Regions from separate parts of the Xenopus tropicalis genome. Here region 2 is linked to region 1. A link is a contact called in public Hi-C data. All regions are on one chromosome and are shown on one strand. Each heading gives the region's core, a stretch centred on a gene start, on an enhancer-like site or on the middle of the called end of the contact. The rest is flanking DNA. Distances are from core to core; before and after follow the strand shown.

Region 1 (6,001 bases), core at 2,440-4,939:
TATTTTATTGGCATGAGTTATATTCTATGAAGTTTACCCCCCCCCCCCCCCCCATATGCTATTTTCAGAGGCACACTACTACTGGATGGACCATATGATGAGACATTTTTTGAGAAGTTAAAAGACCTTTCTCTGGAAGATGATGGCAGTATATCATACGCAGCGACCAAGGTATTGCCCACAATGACTGTATTCAATAAAATGCGGCTGGAAAATGACTGTACTGCTGTTTTAACAGAATTCACATTCTCTTCCAAGGGACCAGGTTGTTGTGTGTTGATGTGGGATGGTTTAGCGAGGAATAGACCCTTACTGCAGTTTCAGCTTTATCGGGTAACCATTGTCTGACAGGCTGCTTCAGTACAGCATAGTGAATTCTGCACACATAATTCACATGTTTCACCAGCTCTTTCATTTTTACAGTCTCCTCATAACCTATAGCAGGGATTCCCCAGCCTTTTTTGCTTGTGAGCCAAACTCAGATAGTAAAAAGTGTTGGTGAGCAACACAAGCTTGAAAAAACTTTTCTTTTGGGTGTGCCAAATAAGCGCTGTGATTGGCTATTTGGTAGAGACCCCCCCATGTGGGCTGCCGGCTTGCAGGAGGCTCTGCTTGGGGTAAAACTGTGTCTCTGGGCTTCCAAAATGTGTCTGTGAGCTTGAATTTTAAAAATGGCACCTAATTTGAGGCCACTGGGAGCAAAGGGGGTGGATCCTGAGCCACTGGTTGGGGATTATTGACCTGTAGAGTGTAAGCTTCTTTAATGGGTGCAGCCCGCTAGTTTCCATTGCTCTGTGTAACACTGCTGAATAAAAGACTAAATACAGTGTAGTAATATGGATGTAATTAAGAAAAGTAGCATTTACCATACTGTTAACTGTCCCATTCTAATAAAAAATGCATTGCATTGAATTGCCATAGTAACCAGGCAGTCAGTTGCAGTAAATGTTAGTGCCTTCCCTCCTGACTCGTATTATGGATCTTTGCTTAATGTACTGTTTATCCTGTACACTTGTTATTAGCTGCTCTTAGGCCTAGTGTTTTACATACTCTTCACCCTGCACCTCCCAGTCCGACCTGTCAGCAACTATCCAGTTTGCAATTTTAGCAGCTCTATGGTTGCTGGGGTCCAAATAATCCTAGCAACTGGCAGTGGTTTGAGGAACTGGAAGCAATAGTTTTTAGCTGCTGGGGTTAGTGACCCACATTGAAAAGCCATGATTAAAAGTCTTTTTAACTTGCTAATGAAATTCATGCGCTGGTCTCGTATCATTGTCTCGCTGAACTTCCCCCTCCATTCTACCATTGCAGATCCAGCAGTACAGAGTGGCAATGACGGCTAAAGATTGCTCCATCATGATCGCCCTTTCCCCCACTGTACAGGAAGAATGGTAGGTTCCGTCGCTTTACACTCTATTGAGCCAGTTCTTAATGACATGTCAGTATTATTTGGCCTCGGAGATACCAAGCTCTGCTCAGGCAGCCACGCAGTGTTTTGGCTCCTAATTACTTACATATGTGGCTGCGTACCATGGTGCATCGGCAGATCATTTTTTCTGGCCGACACAACTGTAACAATAGGAAGGTGCCAATGCCATATGGTCTCTCTCTGCTCAGATGGGGGATACCATACAGGATTGGCTAGTATATAGGCTTATTTAATGACATAAATATTGGCTAAAATTTGCAGCCTGTTTGAGTCATTGGTCAGACAATTAGTGCAAAGGAACTCACTCTGCTTCCTTGTATGGAGTGGGCTTGTGAGTGAAGCCACCAAGAGGTCAGTAGTCACTGTGGCCTACAGAATTCAATGGCTGAGTGTGATGGCAATGATCGGGTTGCAGTATGCACTTCACTACTGTTTCCCCATCGCTAGACTGGTATACATGCAGGAGGGCAAGGTGTAACGGAACCCTTTCTTCTGATGCACTTGCTCAGCGTTGGGGGGGACTTTGCAGGAATGTACTGAGTTATGTCTCTCCTTCTTTCAGCTTGGATCCCCGCTCTGTGATTAGGAGCTCCAAATCCAGTTTTATTCATTCTGTGTCCATCCTGGATTTGGACCTCAAGCCGTACGAAAACATTCCGCACCAATACAAAAGGGACAGTAAGATTGTGAATCATTACTTGAAGAGTATAAAGGCCCAAGAGGATTCTATAAACCTGTATAAGAAAAGTGAGGACTGCACCCTTCTGCTACAGAAAGTATAATATTGACTTTGTTTTATCCCTCCCAATTTGGAACTGTGAATATGCTAACCCCTTTGCGGCTGAAGTCATTTCATCAGGCGTCTTCACCCAGATACTTGCAGCGTGATTGGCTTTTGGCCATAAATACATGTCTTGCACTTGCAAAGGGGCCAATATCTGGCATTGCTGCTGCTGTCTGCAATGAGCTTGTATTGTGGACTTAAGTGACGGCCTACAGCTGCCCTACTTGGGCACTTTCATAGAGTACAAAAGGGTTCTATGCATTGAAGGGCAGAGCCCACCAATTAATTTAATTTAAATGTCCTGCCTGTTTGATACAAGATGACTGCTAACTAAATGAAACTTTTTTTTATACAGAATTAAGGCAAACATCTGTCCCTGTGCATTCATGCTGCTGCTCTCCTATTGAGTGCCTCCAGCGCTACAGATCGGAGCCCTACAGTGGCCCGTGCAGTGTTAGTTCTCAGACTCAGAAATAATCTCTCTACTTGCATTGTTTTGCTTCTCTGCAGCTTCCCGGGTAACTGGTTTAGATGCATCCTTAATATTGCAACAAAACTGCTTTACAGCGTTTCATGCATTACACCAAAGCCAGTCGGGTCCCTCACTCGAACCTCTGGCTCTAATGGCACTAATTCTGTGCATGTCATCCCCAGCTACCTTTCATTAACAGTCCAAATACTTGAATATATTCTAAAGCAGTGCTGTCCAACTTCTATGGTACTGAGGGCCAGAGTTTTTCTGGCCTAAGTGCTGGAGAAACGATCACAGGAGCCAGTTTTGACCACTTTCTTTTTTAAACCACACCCATGTTATCACAAGAGCTTTTAAGACCGTATCTACATTAATGGAGGTAGCGTAGCAAAAACCCAAATGGTTTGTGTTCAATGCAGGGGTATCACCCATCACTCCTATGTAAAAGACGTGGATAGTGGACCCCCAGCACAGACAGATCACACCACATAGTGGCACAGTGGTTGTTGCAGCTAAACCTGGGCCAGAGACCCTGGTAATGAGGAGTATGACACCGGAGCCATATGACTGTAGTTACAAGTCTCTAATAAGCCTTCCATTTACTAAGTAAATTGGTTATTCTGGAAATGTCAATAGTGTGAAGGGTGTAACAAGAGGAGGCAATTGATTTTAATCTCGTATAATTGTACAGATCCTGTCCCGTTCCCATAAAAGCAACAGGTGGCCACTGGATTTCAGCCATTTGTGTTAGCAGGCATTCTAATTTGTCCGTTTCTTTTCCCTGTAGCTACAGTTCCCATAAGTAAATAATTACAGTTGTAGGCCTTGTATGAGCTAACCGGACCTAGTAGGGAGGCCCATCAAGGCCTTTACACACCCCCCCCCCCCCCCCCCCCGGCCAGGAGCACAAAACCCATTTGCATGATATATGTTGTAGATCTGTCCTGTGATCGTGTGGGTGTGGCAGATGGACTAGGTTGGCCATGTTTGGGCTTTGGAATTTGCGCTGAGGTGCCAATGGCTGGTATTGTTTCTAACCCTTATTGTGCTAAACAGCAGGGAGGGACAGTCTGCTTCAGATATATGTGGGATCCATTTGCAAACAAGTTTTAACTGATGTTATTAAAGTGCATGTCATTGGGTGTGTATCTTACCCTATTTTTATACATTATTTTTGGAGCACTGGTCATGTGACCTCACTGCCCATTGTCCCATACATGACGAATTCTGATTTTTAGGAGAAAGACTACAAATGAATTGTGATGGTGGAATGGTGCATGAAATCATTCAGCGTATGTGCCTGCAGCATGGGCCTCTCTGTAACAGTAGGTTTTCTATGGTTTATAACTCCCCCAATAGACAAGGGTGCAGACCCTCACACATTGTTACAGTTGAACATTTTACTGTAGGCCAGACACAGTATTGTTAGAAATACTTTCCCTTTATCTGCCAAGTCTCTGGCACCCTATCTGGAATATACTGTTGCACCTACTGGCGACTGACTGCCCCCCAGTACTGAAAGGCACGTTTCCATTACTATGAGAAGCCGTTATTCCCCGGCTCCCATGCTGCTAATAACTTAGCAACGTTTTCCTTCTGGAATTGCCTGAAACATTTTTTTTGTGTCCTTAGATCGTAATTTATTGTTAAGTTTTGCTTGGTTTTATAAATTCAGGGCCATGTATGCTAAATAGGAATCCTGACGCAGGAAATGTTCCCATCTGTGGGATTCCTAGCTATAAATATATATTATTATGAGACAAACTGTATACATATGAATGTGATATGAGTGTTGGTTTGGCTTAAATGGCAGAAAAACCCCTGTATGCAAATATTTTTGGTTGAGTAATTACAGCCCACAGAGCTAATGAGCTGGACTAGCACATACTTTCCCAACAGCACAAATTTATTATGAGGAAACTCAAAATGGGGGCTTTAGTGACTCCGCGGTCACCAAGGAACTGCTATCTGATTGGCTCTGAGGGGTGCAGTGTTACTGCTATCAGTCGATTCTTGCAGTTGGGCATTGCCAAGTGCTGCTCTTATTCCTGGCAATGTGGTGCTCAGCCTATTGGCACAGGCCGGTCTGCGTGCCAGTATGTACTGCTATCAGTCTGATTCTTGCAGTTGGGCGTTGGCGAGTACTGTTTTTACTTCTGGCAATGTGGTGCTCTGGCACAGGCCAGTCTGCATGCCAGTATGTACTGCTGCCATAGGTCAGGTCACTTTCTGGAGAAGTGGGAATTGCTTTGATAAATACTGTTGTGATTCGTTCAGCTGAGCCGCAGGCCACACTGTTTTTATGCTGTAACCGCTGCTAGTTATAAATTATTGTAAAGTGCTGTCTAATTTGCTGGCGCTATATAAATGAATGAGGATGGAGAGGATGAATTTGAAGACCCCAACCCCTCAGAATATTGTTATAAAAGGTGAAGAAGCTGTCATACCAGAGCCTTATACAAAGGAGTCATCTTATTCGTTGCAAAAGTAAAGCCACTGCTGCTCAATGCTGTGTATTTCCCTTACTGTATGTGTAACTGGCAGCCATATTGGGGCTGCTAACACTATGCAAGGGTAGAACCATCCTGGAAGGGGCATGGGGTGGATTCTCTGCCAGCTGAAATACAACAGAATCCACTGCATGTGCCATAGCCCTTATATGGATCTTAATGTAATATATTATCCCTGAGTTATCAGAGAGAAATGTTTAGATCTCTGTTGCACACACAAAGTATAAGGCTTCTGTTGTGATGACTCTCATAATCTTATTTTGTGATTGGCCTCGGCCACTATTTACTTGGCCTCGGCCACTATTTACTTCTAGTCCCAGGGAAGTAGTGGATCCAGTAAATGCTGGAAGTCTTTCCCTGACTTGTGCTTCTCCCATGGTGCCAGTCACACAGGAATTGGGCGATTTGCTCATTTTGCAGAATGGCATCAGGTTGCTGTTGATGTCTGACTCAGTAACACAAGGTGGGAGGGGGAATTTCATGTGAATACAAAATCAGAAGTTTTATTGTAATTGAATTTTTGCCTCTTTGCCCCATACTGGGCCTCTCCCACTGAGCGTTCCAGGGCTGTGCCTTCAGTCTGTCTGCTCCTGGTAGTTTCCTTCAGCTGAAACATGACTGACAGGATGGACTAAAAAAAACCATTGGGTTAGGGGGTGTTCTTGTGAGCAAAGGGCTACTGTGTGGCACCCCTCCTTCTTTAATGATCAGAAATGGAGTAGGACACGTCCTGTCTTGCAGAATTTTGTATTTAATGCTTGTATTTATTTTCCAATGCATAATAAATTATATATAATGTGCCATAC
Region 2 (6,492 bases), core at 519-3,018, 140 kb after region 1:
TGCATTAGTAAGTTGAAAGGGTGGGAGAAAAGAGACTTCTAGGAGAGAAGGCTAGAAGAAACATCAAGGCCTCAGAACCCTTCAACATCAGGGTCATGTTAGATTAGGTTTACCACCTGTCCGCCCGGTTTTCGGAGAGGCTGTCTAGATCAAAACCTCCTGCCTGGTTTTCCAAATTAGGAAAACTGGGCAGGACTCACTGATTGGTGCTGCGATAAGCCAATCTCTGTGTCATAGCTCCGCCTTTTCCTGGCCTGTGACATCACAGCCCCACCTCTTCCCCATCCGCCGTGACATCACTGCCCACACCCTACCCGGCAACAAAAACGCCAGCAGAGGTGGCAACCTTATGTAAGATAATAAGTCAGGCAACTTAAAATATCTTATTTATGTGCCAAGTTAAGAACTGTATTTTATTTGTTGTATTTCATTGATGTCTAAAGGATTAAAAGACTCTTTATTAAGAAAACGTACGTTTACTGATTCTTCCCCTGGCAATCTTCTGGATAAGTATAAAATGAATTACTAGTAATTTTACAGGGTTTCTGCTCTACATACAAGTTTATCACACCTTAAAGGATCAGTACCATATACCAGTACCATAGTACCATATACAACAAAAATATTTCTTTTACATTTAAAGGAGACATATCCTATAAAAATGATGAATGTACCAGTGAATTATACTCCTCTAGATATAGAAGGAATGTGCTTAAAAAAGTTGTGTTTCAGACTGATTTATTTAAAAATCCACCAAAACCCCACTAGCCCCGCCCATCCGTTCCACTTCCTGCTGGCTGAATTCTCTGGATGAGCTGGGGAGCCGGCGGCCCTCCGTACCCTGCACTGTAGGACAGGAACCAATCAGCAGCTAGGCTGACCTGATAGGGAACTGAAGCCTGTCTTTGCTTGTGTGAGTGCAGGGCTGTGATTGGCTCTCCCCCTCTTACTGTGCTTCCGGCAGGGACTGTTAGGCCACGCCCACTCTTTATTTCAAACTCGGACAGAGAAGTGATAGGATCTATAGGGAGCTCCAATAAAGGGGCCATTGTTACAGATAGGGTTAATGTTTAGCCCAAAGGGAAACCAGCACCGGATATTATTCATAATTGCCTACAAAATTAGGGTTTTCCCATTTACCCTATATGTCTCCTTTAAGGTTCTGTATCTGTTGTTCCAGGGCCAACATTTACATTTATTTATTTGCAACAAATGTCCTATTTTCTATGAGTAAGGTTTCCAGGCTGCTGTCAAGTAGACAGACCCACCAATGGCATCTGATTATCCCATTAAAGTCACAGACACAGCTTACCTGCTATAAAAACCTGCTTTTTGCCCTATTCAGCTCTAATGCCTGCCCCCTTGGATACAAAGCAGTTTGTTTATATAACTGTATCAGTTATATATATATATGAAGCACATATGCAAGCTTTACCAGTGCAGGGTAATAGTACATTATATTTTATATATTTATAAAACCACTTTAAACCCTGAGTTCCCACTAGCCCCTCCTCCCACATGCGTCGCCTTAAATGACCTCACCTTTCCCGCTTTTTTCTCAGTGCGCAGCTGTCACTGAACTTTCCCGAGTTTTACTTCAAAGGTCTTCACCTTTCCTGCGGCCGCATCCAAATAGTCGCACACTTAGGGGGGGCGCTACTTTCTAATGGCAGCCCAGCAAAATGGGAATCTACTAGTGTCAATCACCACACCAGCACGAAAGTTATTTCCCGTTTGTAATCTGTAAGGAAACCAGTCAACGCTGCGTCCTCTCCGCGCCGAAATTCGTAATTCCTATTAACGCAGTTATTGGTCTGACCCTTGCCTTTAGCGCCACCTAATGGCATTGGTTCATATTTTGCTACCAGCCGGTGCTTCAATTTTTCAGATCCGTGATTGTTAAAACAATTTTATCTTACATTCCCTGATTGCTGTTCTTCCGGAACAGACATATGTGCTCGAACTTATATATGGAGCAAATGACTATATACCGCCGGCGCCTAGGGCAAAACTAGGGTCCCTATCTTATGTGTTTCTGGAAGCGGAACTTTAACTCCTCAGTCGTGTTTGTGGTCGGGTCCTATTAGCGAGACGCAGCTTCCAGTTAGTGTTCCGGAAGCCTGTAAGACCATGTGTTAGACGGAATGTTTATGTGCAGGTTAGTGGAGTTCGGGGAAAACGTGTTCTGGTGCTGTGTGTAGGGGGGCGACGGCAGTTGTAGTTCAGCATCGATAGAGCGACCTGTAAAGATAGCTGTCATTAAAAAAAGAACTTGCCGAGTAGGTGCCAGTGTTAGTCTCCAACATTCATCTTTTAAGAAGGTTCTCATTAAAGCTGCATTTGGCATGTTGTGCTAAATTCTCTGCAGCAATGAATCAGCTTCATTTCGTGACATGCTGTTGTTACTGGGAATACTTCTGATATCAATAGTTCCCCTATGGGATCTTTTCTCTGGGATGCTTGGGATCTATTTTGTGAAATGCTTGGGATCTATTTTGTGAAATGCTTGGGATCTGGGGTTTCCAATCTTCTGTGATTTGGAAACCCATTGCTTATAATTATTGAACACTAAAAAGTAGAATATGGGTTTGAGCAATTTAGTTCCCTTTAACCACAAGGTACTGTCACATTACTGCAGAGAAAATTGGTCAAAAAATATGATTGTTTGGGAAATGACTCCTGGATTTTTAAAGAGGTAGTTCACCTTTAAATTAACTTTTAGTACTATGCCGACAGGGATGTTCTTAGAAGATTTCCAATTTGTCTTCATTTTATCATGTGTGTTTTTTTTTTTAATTATTAATCTTTTTGTTCAGCAGCTCTCCAGTTTGGAATTTTAGCAATTATCCAGTGGCTAGCGTTCAAATTATCCTAGCACCCAGACAGGCTAATAAATAAAGCTGGGCTTTGTCTGCCCCTTCCAAAGAATCTGTGTGCCCCTTTTTCTTTGGGCTGCTGTTAGAGATACTGGCACTATCCTGTGTAATGTAATTGGGAATATGTTAGTGTTACTAAGAAAGTGGGTGCACTAACTTCTTCTTGTGTGCTAGTAATTCAGTAGAACCTAGAGGGTTTTGCTGGTGTCTGGCTGTCTTAGTTCAGTCCCTTCTATTCGTGAATAACAACACCAGCAACTGCAGTGATATTTAATTCAGCAGCTGAATGACAGGGGGCAGGGTGGCTGTACAGAAGCTTCATCTGTAACCCCATAGCCCAGACATGAAGGATAAATGGAACTATATAAAAGATCATCCCTGGCCTTAATCTGTTTGTAATAACTATATTTATTATTTTGTGTAGAAATACTTGACCCTGCATATATATACAAGTCCTGAATCATGGAAGCATCATTAAAACGACTCTATGTTGGAGGAATTGGGCCCTCTGTTACCGATTCTGAACTCACAGATAGATTTGGAAAATTTGGGAAAGTGAATGATGTGGAAATCATTACCAGGAAAGATGAAAAGGGTAAGACACTAGTTTGTTACAGCATACAATCTTTGTATATATCATGCTCTTAATTAGTCTGCTATCATCCCATACTGCTCAAATACACAGTGACTCCTGGAAACTTTAAAGCCTTTTTTTCTTAGTAATCTGGAGTTTTCTTAAGGTGGCCATAAACAGGCCAATTCTAGCTGGCGATATCGGTCCGATATGGCCACCTTTATAGTGTCAGATCATGACACTATGGTGCCAGTGCAGCTGTCAAAACGCTGTGTTGGGGATTGGGAATGCTGTCCTATTTGTTCAGTTGTGGGATGAAGGGCTCCTCAGAGGTTTCTGATTTGACAGGGGCCTCCTGCATAGCGAATGGTCCCGGAACTGCCAGATCTGCAGAAAACCCTTAGAATACTGCAGGAGCTAGCTAGCAGAGAAAAAAACATATTTTCTAGGATGGACTACCTGGTACCTGGAATCGTTTTTTATTGTAAATATACAGTAAATATAGTAAAATGGAGCAAGTTTTTTGTATGATGATCCATTTATTAAAATTCAGTCTTTATGTAGGATATTTCGAATATTTTTATTAATTTTTTATTATATTCACAATGTACAATTGACATTTAGGGACCCAAATGTATGGACCCACAGTCAAATTTAGGGCAAACGGAATCAGTCACAACAGAAAACAAAAATTACAGCCAGTGGCAAGGGATTTCTTGGCTTTTTACATCGCCACATGAAAAGCACTGACTAATACAGAAACATATTACCACTTGACAGCATTTCATTGGTACCTATGGTTGCCAACTTTTGTGGAAAAAGAAATCCTGTACCTCGCCCTTCTATGCTATTAATGACACAAGTGTCAAATACAGGCATTCTATAAATTTGCAGGCAACTTTTGAAAATACTAGTCCTCCTATATGTCTTCTCTTAATTGCCTTTCAGAATGTTGGCATCAGGCATCATTTTTACTTGGGAGCAGCTGCTGGTTACCACACTACTGATGGCAAACCCATCATCTTCTGTAGCAATAGTAGCTGTAGCTGCTAGATCTGCAGAAAACCCTTAGAATACTGCAGGAGCTATGTAGCAGAGAGAAAACTGGTACCTGCAATCGTTTATTTTTTCTTACACGCCCTTAGTTACCCTTTAGTTAAATTTGGTAACTAAAGTTTAGTAACAATTTGCTATAAATTATAGTATAAAAAATAACCGAAGAACCACCCCTTTATGCTGCTGGCTTGTATTGCTTTCTTTATGTTATGATGCCTTCTGCTTTAAAATTTACTTTATATGTATTTCTGCTTTGTTATTAAATCAAAACTGATTGTTGTGTATCTTCATTTTCAGGAAATCCTGTGAAGGCTTTTGCATACCTTAACATCAGCATTTCAGAGTCAGACCTTAAAAAATGTACGTGCACAACATGTTCCTTTTCCTCATTGGGTTAAATCAGAAATGCCACGCTGACTTGCCTTCATGAGTTGGCTGGTACAATGCTGAGAATCCTGCAAGTTATAGCAGCAGCTTTTGTAACGGTTTTAGACTAAAACCTCTCTGAATAAGACACAGTTCAACTAGGATATGTATGAATAAATTTACGATTTATTACTATTACGATTTATTGATTTAACCCTTCTGAGTGCACTTATCTCAGTAAACCATAATCTTACTATAAGCAAAAGTTTAAACAATTATGTTTTTTTGTTTTTTTTACTTTGTCATTCCCAAAAATATACTATATATGCACATGTTTTTCACACCACTAATGCCCTGTCCATTCCCTCATATTATCCAGCGATTACTTTTGTAATCCACCCGTGTCTTACTAAATATAATTGTCATTAAAAGCAGTATTTCTTAAACCTTTATTCTTCTTTGCACTTAACTTCCTATTCAGACTCTTGAAACCTTGTAGCAGAAGTCAGTTTTCAATGTCTGTTAACCGGCTGGATTCTTTTGCATTGTTTCAGGAGTCAGGCTCCTCAGCACAAAGAATGTAAATATAAAGATAGTTTTCCATAATTAATTTACATATATCTGTATTTAAAGCTAATTTAAATTACATGTTTATGTAAAAATACATTTAAGTCTCCTTTGAGTGCTGTCTGGTTGTCACAATCTGTGGCTGACAATAAATGGGTTTAGCACCCTTTAACAAAATGTATCTCCTAGCTGTATCTTATTACAAGGGCAACAGAGGTCCCCGCAATCAGAAAGCACACTGAATAGTGTTTTACTGTTGTTTTCATTCTGTAGAACTGCAAATTGTAAAAAAGCATATTTGTCCTTGTAAGGTGAACTACTGCTTTGTGCTTCCCTTAGGCATGTCCTTCACCCGTAGATATTTTTTTTTCTCTAATATGACTTTCAGCAATTAAATGTGCTCATATCACGGTTCATGTTTTGACAGCCACTGTTTCTTTCAGGGAGATAATCCATTCCCACCTTTATGTTGATTGCCCACGGAGCAAGTTAGTCCCCCGCAATTTATGTCTGTTACCACAGACGACTAACAGCTCTGAAATGCCTTTCTACCAGCAACAATAGGAGTGGTTGAAAGGCCTACACATCACATCAAGTAGCCTACACATCACATCAAGTTTCCTCCTGCAGGCAACTTGGAGGGCAACTAACTCGCTCCGCGGGCCATCAGCTTTAGTAACTGAATTCATCTGCATTTAAAACACAATAGCCAGTACTGTCATGTGGGCATTGCAGGCATGAGCTAACTGCAATAGGCAGTGCAATAAATGTTAAGCAGGGGGTGCCTTTTTTAAAGCAGATACGACCCACAACGTGGCATATACCTAATTCTGTGGAGCATATTTTCTTTGTTATATTTTTTGTTTGCAGAATTTTTTCTATTCTTTTTTTTTTTTTTTTTTTCTTTCTTCTGTAGGTATGTCAGCCTTAAACAAAACTAAATGGAAAGGAGGTGTGCTGCAGATAGAACTAGCAAAGGAAAGTTTCTTAAACAGGTAGATACAAATACAAGTCTTCTTAAAGGACAAAGAAAGTGCTAATGTAAATTTTGGT

What was found. Hi-C and Micro-C count contacts between places; a contact is called where the count stands out from the background.
Region 2: a contact with region 1 is called in a Hi-C map of gastrula embryo, with 2.2 times the contacts expected there. The contact joins the promoter of cenpp here to the enhancer-like site in region 1. A contact is called at or near these places in 5 of 5 Hi-C or Micro-C datasets (brain, gastrula embryo, liver and 2 more).

Annotation. Positions count from the first base shown.
Region 1 is chr4:123,998,017-124,004,017 of UCB_Xtro_10.0, forward strand. ippk (inositol-pentakisphosphate 2-kinase) reads left to right here. Exons shown (of 13, transcript NM_001079280.1): 11 at 69-171; 12 at 1,312-1,391; 13 at 1,992-6,001. The coding sequence ends at 2,211. cenpp (centromere protein P) reads right to left here. Exons shown (of 9, transcript XM_031901101.1): 9 at 5,929-6,001. Among named protein-coding and RNA genes, the nearest start is that of ecm2, 23 kb to the right of the region's middle. Within about 2 kb of position 3,690, at least 2 of the 11 cell types and tissues checked have an H3K27ac peak or open chromatin away from gene starts, as enhancers often do. A contact at or near this core is called in gastrula embryo, where this site is marked.
Region 2 is chr4:124,141,838-124,148,329 of UCB_Xtro_10.0, forward strand. It overlaps cenpp (centromere protein P), which reads right to left and starts at 1,769. Exons shown (of 9, transcript XM_031901101.1): 1 at 1,543-1,769. It overlaps nol8 (nucleolar protein 8), which reads left to right and starts at 2,067. Exons shown (of 18, transcript NM_001374751.1): 1 at 2,067-2,158; 2 at 3,301-3,471; 3 at 4,804-4,866; 4 at 6,356-6,434. The coding sequence starts at 3,339.